Regions from separate parts of the Mus musculus genome. Here regions 1 and 2 are each linked to region 3. The links are chromatin contacts, called in public Hi-C maps. All regions are on one chromosome and are shown on one strand. The core of a region is the stretch at or near the end of the contact, and the rest is flanking DNA. Distances in the headings are between cores, read along the strand shown. Region 1 overlaps Atg10 (autophagy related 10). Region 2 overlaps Ssbp2 (single-stranded DNA binding protein 2). Region 3 has its middle 35 kb from the start of Gm41014.

What was found. A called contact is a pair of places that touch in the nucleus more often than the background predicts.
Region 1: a contact with region 3 is called in a Hi-C map of the N1E-115 cell line, with 6 times the contacts expected there. The contact joins two enhancer-like sites. A contact is called at or near these places in 4 of 484 Hi-C or Micro-C datasets (the N1E-115 cell line, Th1 cells, adipose-derived mesenchymal stem cells and 1 more).
Region 2: a contact with region 3 is called in a Hi-C map of the N1E-115 cell line, with 3 times the contacts expected there. The contact joins two enhancer-like sites. A contact is called at or near these places in 2 of 484 Hi-C or Micro-C datasets (the N1E-115 cell line and Th1 cells).

Annotation. Positions count from the first base shown.
Region 1 is chr13:90,966,062-90,969,424 of GRCm38.p6, reverse strand. The region is part of intron 5 of Atg10 (autophagy related 10); the gene reads left to right. Among named protein-coding and RNA genes, the nearest start is that of Gm46434, 36 kb to the right of the region's middle. Within about 2 kb of position 1,789, at least 26 of the 459 cell types and tissues checked have an H3K27ac peak or open chromatin away from gene starts, as enhancers often do. A contact at or near this core is called in the N1E-115 cell line, where this site is marked.
Region 2 is chr13:91,634,266-91,637,321 of GRCm38.p6, reverse strand. The region is part of intron 4 of Ssbp2 (single-stranded DNA binding protein 2); the gene reads right to left. Among named protein-coding and RNA genes, the nearest start is that of Gm22778, 87 kb to the left of the region's middle. Within about 2 kb of position 1,566, at least 65 of the 459 cell types and tissues checked have an H3K27ac peak or open chromatin away from gene starts, as enhancers often do. A contact at or near this core is called in the N1E-115 cell line, where this site is marked.
Region 3 is chr13:91,311,782-91,315,019 of GRCm38.p6, reverse strand. No RefSeq gene overlaps it. Among named protein-coding and RNA genes, the nearest start is that of Gm41014, 35 kb to the right of the region's middle. Within about 2 kb of position 1,654, at least 13 of the 459 cell types and tissues checked have an H3K27ac peak or open chromatin away from gene starts, as enhancers often do. A contact at or near this core is called in the N1E-115 cell line, where this site is marked.

The DNA of each region.
Region 1 (3,363 bases), core at 540-3,039, 350 kb after region 3:
AGTAAGATCATTTTTGGTGTGTGTTTGTGTGTGTGTGAACCACTCTGTACTGGACAACCAATAAGGGGGCTCATCCCTGGGAGAGGCTAATTTTCCTCCCAGAAGACATTAGTTGGCTGTAGTTAGAAGAGACTTTATTGTGAACTGAAGTGGAGAGAATTTTTCAGATAGAAAGACCGGCACAGCAGTAAGAAAATGCTAGCTAGCCATAACAGTTGCAATAGGAATATACAGTGTGGGCAAAGCCAGCCTTCTCTAACTGGGACAGCATAGCTGTGAGGATGAGCAGCAGCAGCTCGGGTTGGGAGAGTATGAGCAACACAGAACCTTTGTGGTTGTGTTTGCCAGCAGGATGTTTAGGGCTTAGATTATGCTTTGGTATGTGGTAGGTACACACCGAAGCCTTCTCTCTGTTCTGTGATTAGGCATACTCTAAAAGACGGTCTGGAAAAGTTGTCTGGACCAAGTTACAAGAAAAACAGAGACCTTTGCAGTTGAGACTTTATCATGTAGGTATAGATTTTTAGCCAGGCAAACCCCAAATCTATTAATCAGGCATTATCCTGTGACGCAGAGCTCTGATTGGTTGTTGACAGAGATTTATGTTCCCAAAATGATTGAGCAAGGGATGATATCAGGTTAGCATTTGAGTTTCTGTAGTGAATGAAAACGGAGAAAGAATGAAAAGCCTGAACTAGAGCCGGCTGGAGGAGAGATGCTCGCCAGAGTTCATTTTGGGACTAACTTCCAATAGGTGAAAAGAAATGGGAGTGTTTGGTGGAAGCTGTGCTTTGGGTGGGGGTGGGGGTGGGGGTGCTGAAAGATGCTTTGGAGAATTAAGGGGTCAGAGCAATGAAGTGAAAGGAGATTTCAAAACAGTCCTTCAGTGAAAGTGAACTTCTGAGCCTCTGGAGGTGTTCATCTGAAAGGCTCTTCCTGTCACTATGGGGAGTTGGTGTCTCTGGAGGTCTTGAGTAGACAGAATGGGTTGTTCACTTGAGTTAAAGAAAAAGGTCTGTGTCTGTTGTCAGCTGTAAAACTAAAGGAATGCGAAAGTTAGATTTTTCAAAATTACATGGTTTAAACTTTTTGTTTTATGCATGAAAACTGATATTTCTACAAATATGTGGGTGTCACCACATAGCAGATATGCAGATGTTTAGTCAACTGACACAATAATTGAGCCCTGTACTTGTTCAGTATGAAAATGTACCAAGTAAAAGACTCCAAGATTTGTGAATTTAAGAAATAGATTTCCTCATTGCCAGTGCAAAGTAGTTTGGCTAGATCATATTTGAAGGAGAATGTTGTAATCTTAAAAACTACCATACCAGCTAACTATTACAGTGCCCCTCAGTTAATGCAAAGACATGAGAGCTATAGCATTAGAGGAGCTTTTTGCTCATGTTTGCCTTTGAATCACGTGAGTCACTAGGGAAGACGAACATCCTGGGTTTTAAGTTGACCGTACCCACATGTTTGTGAACCTTCACAGCTGGAAGGCAGTATGAAGACGGCATTGTGGCAAGGAGATGCTTTCTTATAAAGAAAAGCACTTAGCTTTTCAAGCAGATTCCAGATTAGCCAGCTGTTGCTTCCTAGACAGGCCACAGGAGTCTAGAACCAATGACGTTGGCTTCTCTATTGAGGGGGAAGATGTGGTGGTTGTAGCACTGGCTGTGGTCTCCATCTCCTTAGCTTATGTCAGCCTGTCACAGCCGGGCTCCTTCTCTGCCTGTTTCTCCTCAGCAGCAAGCCTAGCATCCATGCCTACAGTGTGGTGGATGGCTCTCTGGCGGTCTCTGCTGGCGGATGTTCTACATGTTTCCAGGAGGAACAGCCCAAGACTGACTCTATTAGAGAATTTTGAAAAAAAAAAAAGTGTAAATACATAAATAACAAATATACTAAAGTTCCCTGTTGTGAACCTAAGTGAAGTTTTAACTTGTAGCTATAACTCTGAAGCAGACAATGTGTACAAGCATCTTTGAGTGTGCACATAATGAATGTATAGCCCTGTTTCTTGGTTGAAGGGAAGAAATTAATCATTTAAAGTCAATTCATGGTATGTGTGCATGTGTGTGTTTAAGTTCTTAAAGCTCATATGTCTCTAATTTTTCTAGCAGGCACTTTTCAGCATATGTCAGCATGTTTGTAGGTTTTCTCATTGTTTTTGTTAGCATTTAGATTGCCAGCAAGCCTTCAACCTGAGCATTAAATCTTTTAATTATTATAGTCATTGATGGCCATATTTCCAGATTACAATCTTCCATGAACAGATGAATTGGAGATATTGATTTGTTATATTAAAGAGAACTAATGTGTGTGTTTCCATGCATATATTAGCATATTGCATCAGAGATCATGTCTCATCTCTTTCCCATTTTTTTTTCATTTTAATTCTTGATAGAGCATGTATAATCAGTGAAATAAGCATCATCCATTAGTGAGCTTGGTCTTCCCTGAAGTATTACTATGCTAAACAATCCTATTACCAAAGCATTATTTTGATAGTTTATTAAAAGTCCTGCAGCTCTCACATTGCTATACTCAAACACAGCTTTATGCAATTAAAGTTATAATAGGAACTTTATTACAATGATATATAACTTGTATCACCCTAATAAAAGTTCCTGTACACAGCGATGCTTTAATAATGCTGTTTCTGTAACACTGCTTCCTTCGTAATGGGGACTTCTCTCATGGCAACTTCATTATTAGGAAATGATCTCAGTAATAGAAATGCAAATACAGATTTTGAAAGGAGCGTTGTGTGCACGGCTCCATTATTGACCTGCTGTCTTCTCATGCATTGCATATCATCATTATAAGCCAACCATGTAGATTATAGTTACGATTACGGCCATGCTGTTACAGTTTAGCATTCGTGTCATTCCAGGGAAACACTGACTGCCATTTTAAGATGAAATTTGGGAGTTAAAATTATTTAAATTTTAATTAAAATTAGAATCAAAAGCATTAAAAATGACTTACAAAACTTTCTCTGATTTTTATTGTATCATAGATAGAGGAGACATCGGCCCTTAAAATGGGGTGTTCCCTTGATGTTCTCACCGTCTTCTCAATAGATGTATGAGAATAATGCTTTAAGGGAAAGAATTTCTGTATCTCCTACTTTCGTAGATACCCGCTCAAACAATCTGACTGACTGTGGAGACACTTGAAGTAGAGATTTTCCCTTCCAATCCCCGCCCCCTGCCCTTTAGCCTTTGCTCATACCAGGGCACTGAACAGAGTAACGTGGCAGCTTCATTTATGGCACCCATGTCCCAGATCTAAGTATTAGAGAGCAGAGGAGATAGGTATGTGCCTCCGATATGGAGACAGAGAGTCTCCGAGGAG
Region 2 (3,056 bases), core at 317-2,816, 320 kb before region 3:
GCAAAAATAAAGTGGTGATATGACTTACAAACTGAAAGGAGATTAAAAATAAACAGGATTGCTGGTTTTATTATGTTGTTATCTATACTATTTTAAGCCTCTATGATTTCAATTATGTCTTTTCCCAAATTCATGTGTTACCAATGCGAATGAAGTAAGAGGTAGCACGTTTAAGAGGTGATGGGGATATAAGAGTTCTCCCTTTCTAACAGGTCTTAAAAGAACGGGTGAGGCAGTTTGTTCTATGTGCTCTTCTGCCTTTCTCAAATAAGACACAGCAGGAACGTCCTACCACTAGGTGGCAGTGCTCAGCCTCAGACTTCCCAGTCTCCTGGCTATGACATAGACTTGGTTTTATCTAAATTTCTGTTCTTAGATATACTGTTATGACAGCACAACACACACTACCCACATACAGGCATTTTCAAGTAAATCTTAAAATGATGGTAGTAGCTATCTGGCAATATCAATTATAATTCGAAACACTTAAATAGTCTGATTGCTGGTTGAAGATAGCTTTACTATATTAAGAAATCTAGTCCTGTAAAACAAAACAAACAAACAAAAAAACAACTTTCAAAAATTCAGGAATAAGAAAAGAAACTTTCGTTTCCATTTGATAGATATTTGGTTTTCCTCTGAGAAACATAACATGAGCACTGGTAACTGACTTAAGTCATCACTGTGTTCTAAGGTTAGCCCTGTTTGGTCATCAGAGGAACTCTTACTTGCTGGTAGATATTTGAGACTTTGACGACTACATTCTCCTGACATGTTTTTTGCTATTTTGTATTTTTCAATGTGAGCATCACACTTGCCCTTTCAGAACAAATTCATATCAAATGGTTTTATATACTTCAATTTAATGTAAAGAATGTAGTTTAAAAATATACAGCAATAAAATTTCTTGAATATGCAGGTGTGGTGACACATGCCTTTATTGCCAGCATCTAGAAGATAGAGACAGGCAGATCTTTGTGAGATCAGGGCCACCCTGGTCTACATACCAAGTTCTAGGCCAGCCAGGGTTACATAGTGAGGCCCTGTCTAAAAAACAAACCAAACCAAAACAAAACAAAAAAAGGAACAGCAAAACCAAACCAAAACCGAAACCAGCAAAACCAAACCAAAACCAAAACCAGCAAAACAAAGCAAAACAGCTTCCTTGGATATAAGAGTGTTTCTGAAAGAACTACAGTCATTGTTCCTTTTATATCCCCGACTTAGGTGTGAATTTGCTCATTGAAGATTTTCCAGACCTTTCACTTCACTGGCACACCTAACTTTCTCCATGTTCACTTCACTTTCACATCCTTTACAAGGCCCTCCCTTTAGAGTTGAGCAAACTGCAGGGAGACTGAAGTCTGTCTTTCCCTCCTGAGGAGAGAGTTCCACCTGAGGAACAGCCTTCCAGTAACATGCTCTCTTCAATCAATCTTCCAGGTTTTACAAAGCAGAGTTCTCTCGATGGAGAGTGAGGGAAGAGGCCTGGTCCCTTCCTAGGCCTTGCTGTTAGAAGTCTGATGCCAAATAATGTAGATAAATAGTTCCCAGTGTACAGATAAATCATAAACTGCACCTCCACAGGGCGCCCAGCAGCAGTCTCTCCACCACCTCACAAACGTTGCCCACCACTGGGGGACTGGCTCAACAGTTTTGGTTTTTTAATCCTGAAGTACATTATCCTTCTCTTCATTATCTTTCCACAAATTGATTACTAGTTTGCCTTTTTTTCTATTTTACTGTTTATTTTAAAACAATATTTTTCTTCTACGTGTTAAACTTTATCATCCATTTTCAAACATCTCATATAACTAATCGAACTCTATTCTGTTTTCTAATAATGAAGAATACAAAGCAATACGTTTACGTTGACTTTACCTTTGTTGGTATCTGCAAGGTCTAATATTGGTATTCAGTACCTTTTTTGAATCGTCAAAATACAATTTTATTTTGCTGATTAATGGAAATAACTAGAAACCAAAATTATACTGACTAGATGAATTAGGAAATAAAATGAGAATAATATCTAGCCTTGTAGATGTCAGCAAAGACACTTTTAATTTAATTCACACATGGTTGGATGTTTTAGTTTCTAAATTTCAGTTTCCCGACTATAGCCAAGGTATGCCATGTTATACACCTCCAGCACCCAGGAGGATGTTAAATAGTATGTGCTTAGGATTTTCCACTAATAAAACATCAACATTCTCTTTTCTTTGCTGACTTTGTCTTTGAACATTCTCTAATTTCCAGTTCTTATTCGTTCCTTCATATATCAACTATTGCTCGTCCATTTCTCCTTCTGCCTCTGTCAGCTCTTGCCCAGAAGACTCACACAGGAATGTCACCTCTGTGAAATGGGGCACAGACCCAAGTGTAGAAAACCTACACTTCTGCTGTACCAACTGCAAGTGAACAGCCTGGGAGGGTCTTAAGCTTCTGGGTCTGTTGGAAATGCCTGTTGTGGATGGAGGTAGACTGGTTTTCAAATCTGAAAGGAACTCTGGGAGGAAATGAAAACTAACACATCTACATCTCAAAATGACTACTTCTGAAAAATATTGTTCAAAGGACATTTAGAAGGTAACTCTAAAGATCTTTGGAATTCAATGTAGTTAACCTGGTTTCGACTATCTATTCCCTAATTATATAATTTTCATTAAAATCAATCTCCTGCTTAAGAATAAGTAAAGAAAAATAAATTCCATATAAACTGCATGCTTTGGCTGCTCTCTGCTGTCATCGTTCTATAACTGGCTTTGCATCTTGCTCAGGTTCTCTTCATTCTGCAGGGACAGCGGCAGAGGGAAGAGGGAAGAAGATGCCACAAAACACATCTCCTTCCGAGCTGTCCCCTGGGTCTCTAACCTCCTTTCTGCTCCTCTACAAAGTAAAAACTCTGACTGGTAATGAACGATCCACCAATCCTGTCTAGACTCCACAGTCCTACGGCAGGAAGCACAAACACACACACGTTTGGAATTCACATCCTGTCAGCGTGCTGACGGTGCCTATTTGGCCATATGTCCTGTTGCAGAGTGAACAGGCCCTGA
Region 3 (3,238 bases), core at 405-2,904:
TACCTAAGTGGACAATCCTGATATGCGTAATGCTCTGGGGTCAATCCCCGGCATGCAGCAGTTCTATTAAAAAGACTTGTGTTGCTATAAAGTAAATATTCTGGAAGCTTAAAAACTAAGCTTGTTAAATCTTTGCTGCAGTCATCCTTGTCCGTGTGTTTGTCAAACCACGAGTGTCCATCTTCACAGTTTTGGCCCATGTAAATTCCACCAATGCTAATCATTAATTGAAAATTAATTAACTATTTTTACTTAATTTTCTAAGTGGTATTTATGAAGTGGTTCTTTTGCTGCTCTATAGGCTCTTTGAAGTATAAATTGAAGCAAACACATTTAACTGTTAAAATCTCCTGGGTCACCACTGTATGCGTGACCCACTTTGGGACAGGATAGAATCCTCCTGTTGTGGGTTAGAACCACCTGGGCTTACCGGCGGAGAGGCAGATCCCTGGACCCCAGTCCTGATCCACTGAGTCAGAATCATGGGAAAAAGACTGCCTTTGAAATAGATCCTCCAGGAGAGACTCATGAAGCCCAAAGTTTAAGAATAATCACATTATAGATTCCCTAAGAGGAAGTGTAATGGTCTAAAATTCCAAATTGAATCTGATATAATTACAGAACTTAGCATGGTGATTGGGACAGACTTCAGAACTGTACCAGACCACCCCGGAAAGAGGCTGTGGCGAGCCTCCAAGGCAACTTGGAGGATGGTGGAACAGAGGAAAGCTAATTATTAGAAACTAAAGGCCATTCGTAGATTCCAGGGTGCTGAGAATGACTCCCCGAGAGAACTGTGCTGCTGTTGTGAGGGAAGGGCTGTTTATACTGCAGATGTCTTGTCAGAGAATGTACAGTAATCTGGGAACAGGGTTGAAATGAAAGTAAGTCTCTGTAGGTAGAGACATGCAGCTACCAAAACTCAGAAGCTCAGTGACAGAAGCATTAGGACCTAACAGGAGGAGAAGCCTGCTAATTAATAAATAAGACTGTGGGATTGTCTTAAAGACTGTCAGGATTCAGACCTTCTTGATGTTGCTCTTGAGAAAGTCACTCTCTGTCATAAGTAGGCTGGCTTTCTGAAGTCGGTCATCCTAACTGGAGGTCTGTGTTCTTAAACAGTGCCATTTCACAGAAATGTAACTTTTAAAAAGAAAAGCATAGAACATGTATAACTTTATACTTGCTAGTTAACATATTATAGAATAATTTGATACCTCTTTTAAGAAGAGTGCCAGGGTTAACCAGGGCAAACCACAGAAATGAGAAACTGAGGAAGGGACAGTTTCCCGTTTTCATTCCTGCTAGGAAGAAATTTCATTGTAGATATAGACAAAGTTGGGAAGATGGATGAGAAACCAGGGTGGAAAGAATGCCCAGGAATTGCTTTTAAGGAGGAGAAGGCATCACTGCCTGAGAAGCAGACAGAGCTGGAGATGGCCCAAGGCCAGGCACAGACTCAGAGTAGGAGGAAGGTCTCAGGTGGTACCCCAATATGGTCAGCAAGGTGGTACCCAGTTATAGTCAGCAAGGTACTGGTATTATGATTAAGCCATTTCTTCCACCAAAAGCACACATATCTAGAAGGATGCAGGAGACAAGATTCATGGCCAAGAATGGGGCTGAGTCACACATCACTGCTGTATCTGCTATGTGTACTGAGGGACATCTGCCAGCTGAGTGTAGCAGTTAATGGAAACGTAAGCCGAAGAACCTGAGTAGAGACCTAGATAGAGCCTGAATATTGTTTTCAGTCCCACGGGTCAAAGACCTGGGTGGGGTGTTGTAGGTTTTATGACTGTCACTGAATGACAGCAAATGAGGTCCAAGGGACCTGGTACTATGCTAGCAGAGAAGTATTCTGTGAGGAAACAAGCTTGGAAAGAACCCAGTCAGGGGTGACAGTGACGACTGGCTTCCTGCCTAGAGCAGTGGGGCTAGGGAGTTTGTAGTTCCTTACTATCAAAATGATGCAAGAGCATGGACATGGGGGCACACACTTGTAATCTCAAAACTGGGGAGACAGGAGAATTTTGAGTTTGAGAACAAGTTAGGTACATAGAAAGACTCCGGGAAGGAAGCAGATATAGAGAAATAAATGAAGAAGGGAAGATATTTAAGCTTTCATGAGATGCATTTTCTGATAACACTGGAAACACAACAGGTGTGTGTGTGTATTGTGTATGTGTGTGTGTACAATCTTAAGAGTTATGCCTCTTGGGAACAACATAGAAATCATATTTTCATTTTAAAAGAATTGATAAAAATGGCAAAGGGAAAAGATCAAGAGTGGACCAGAAGCTCTGAAATAACCAGTCTGTGGAAGTGCATCTCTTCCTGTCGGTATAGTGGAGGATCTTCAGAGATCAGCAGCCACTGGGTAACACCAGCCCAACAGACCCTGGCTTGTCAAGTTATTCACATACATTGATTTTCCCAGTCACTATTTTCTCAAAGCCTGCTATTTCTCCTCGGAAATTTTGAATTATGTAACTTCTACGTATTTTTTTTCCATTTTTTATTAGGTATTTAACTCATTTACATTTCCAATGCTATACCAAAAGTCCCCCATATCCACCCACCCCCACTCCCCTGCCCACCCACTCCCCCTTTTTGGCCCTGGTATTCCCCTGTACTAGGGCATATAAAGTTTGCAAGTCCAATGGGCCTCTCTTTCCAGTGATGGCCGACTAGGCCATCTTTTGATATATATGCAGCTAGAGTCAAGAGCTCCGGGGTACTGGTTAGCTCATAATGTTGTTCCACCTATAGGGTTGCAGATCCCTTTAGCTCCTTGGCTACTTTCTCTAGCTCCTCCATTGGGAGCCCTATGATCCATCCATTAGCTGACTGTGAGCATCCACTTCTGTGTTTGCTGGGCCCCGGCATAGTCTCACAAGAGACAGCTACATCTGCGTCCTTTCAATAAAATCTTGCTAGTGTATGCAATGGTGTCAGCGTTTGGATGCTGATTATGGGGTGGATCCCTGGCTATGGCAGTCTCTACATGGTCCATCCTTTCATCTCAGCTCCAAACTCCGTCTCTGTAACTCCTTCCATGGGTGTTTTGTTCCCAAATCTAAGGAGGGGCATAGTGTCCACACTTCAGTCTTCATTCTCCTTGAGTTTCATGTGTTTAGCAACTTCTACGTATTTTTAAAGTTCTTTTCTGTTACACATGTATTCTATTTATATCCCATTGTTAATACTGATGATCCTTGAGATTTTTCCAGCCCAA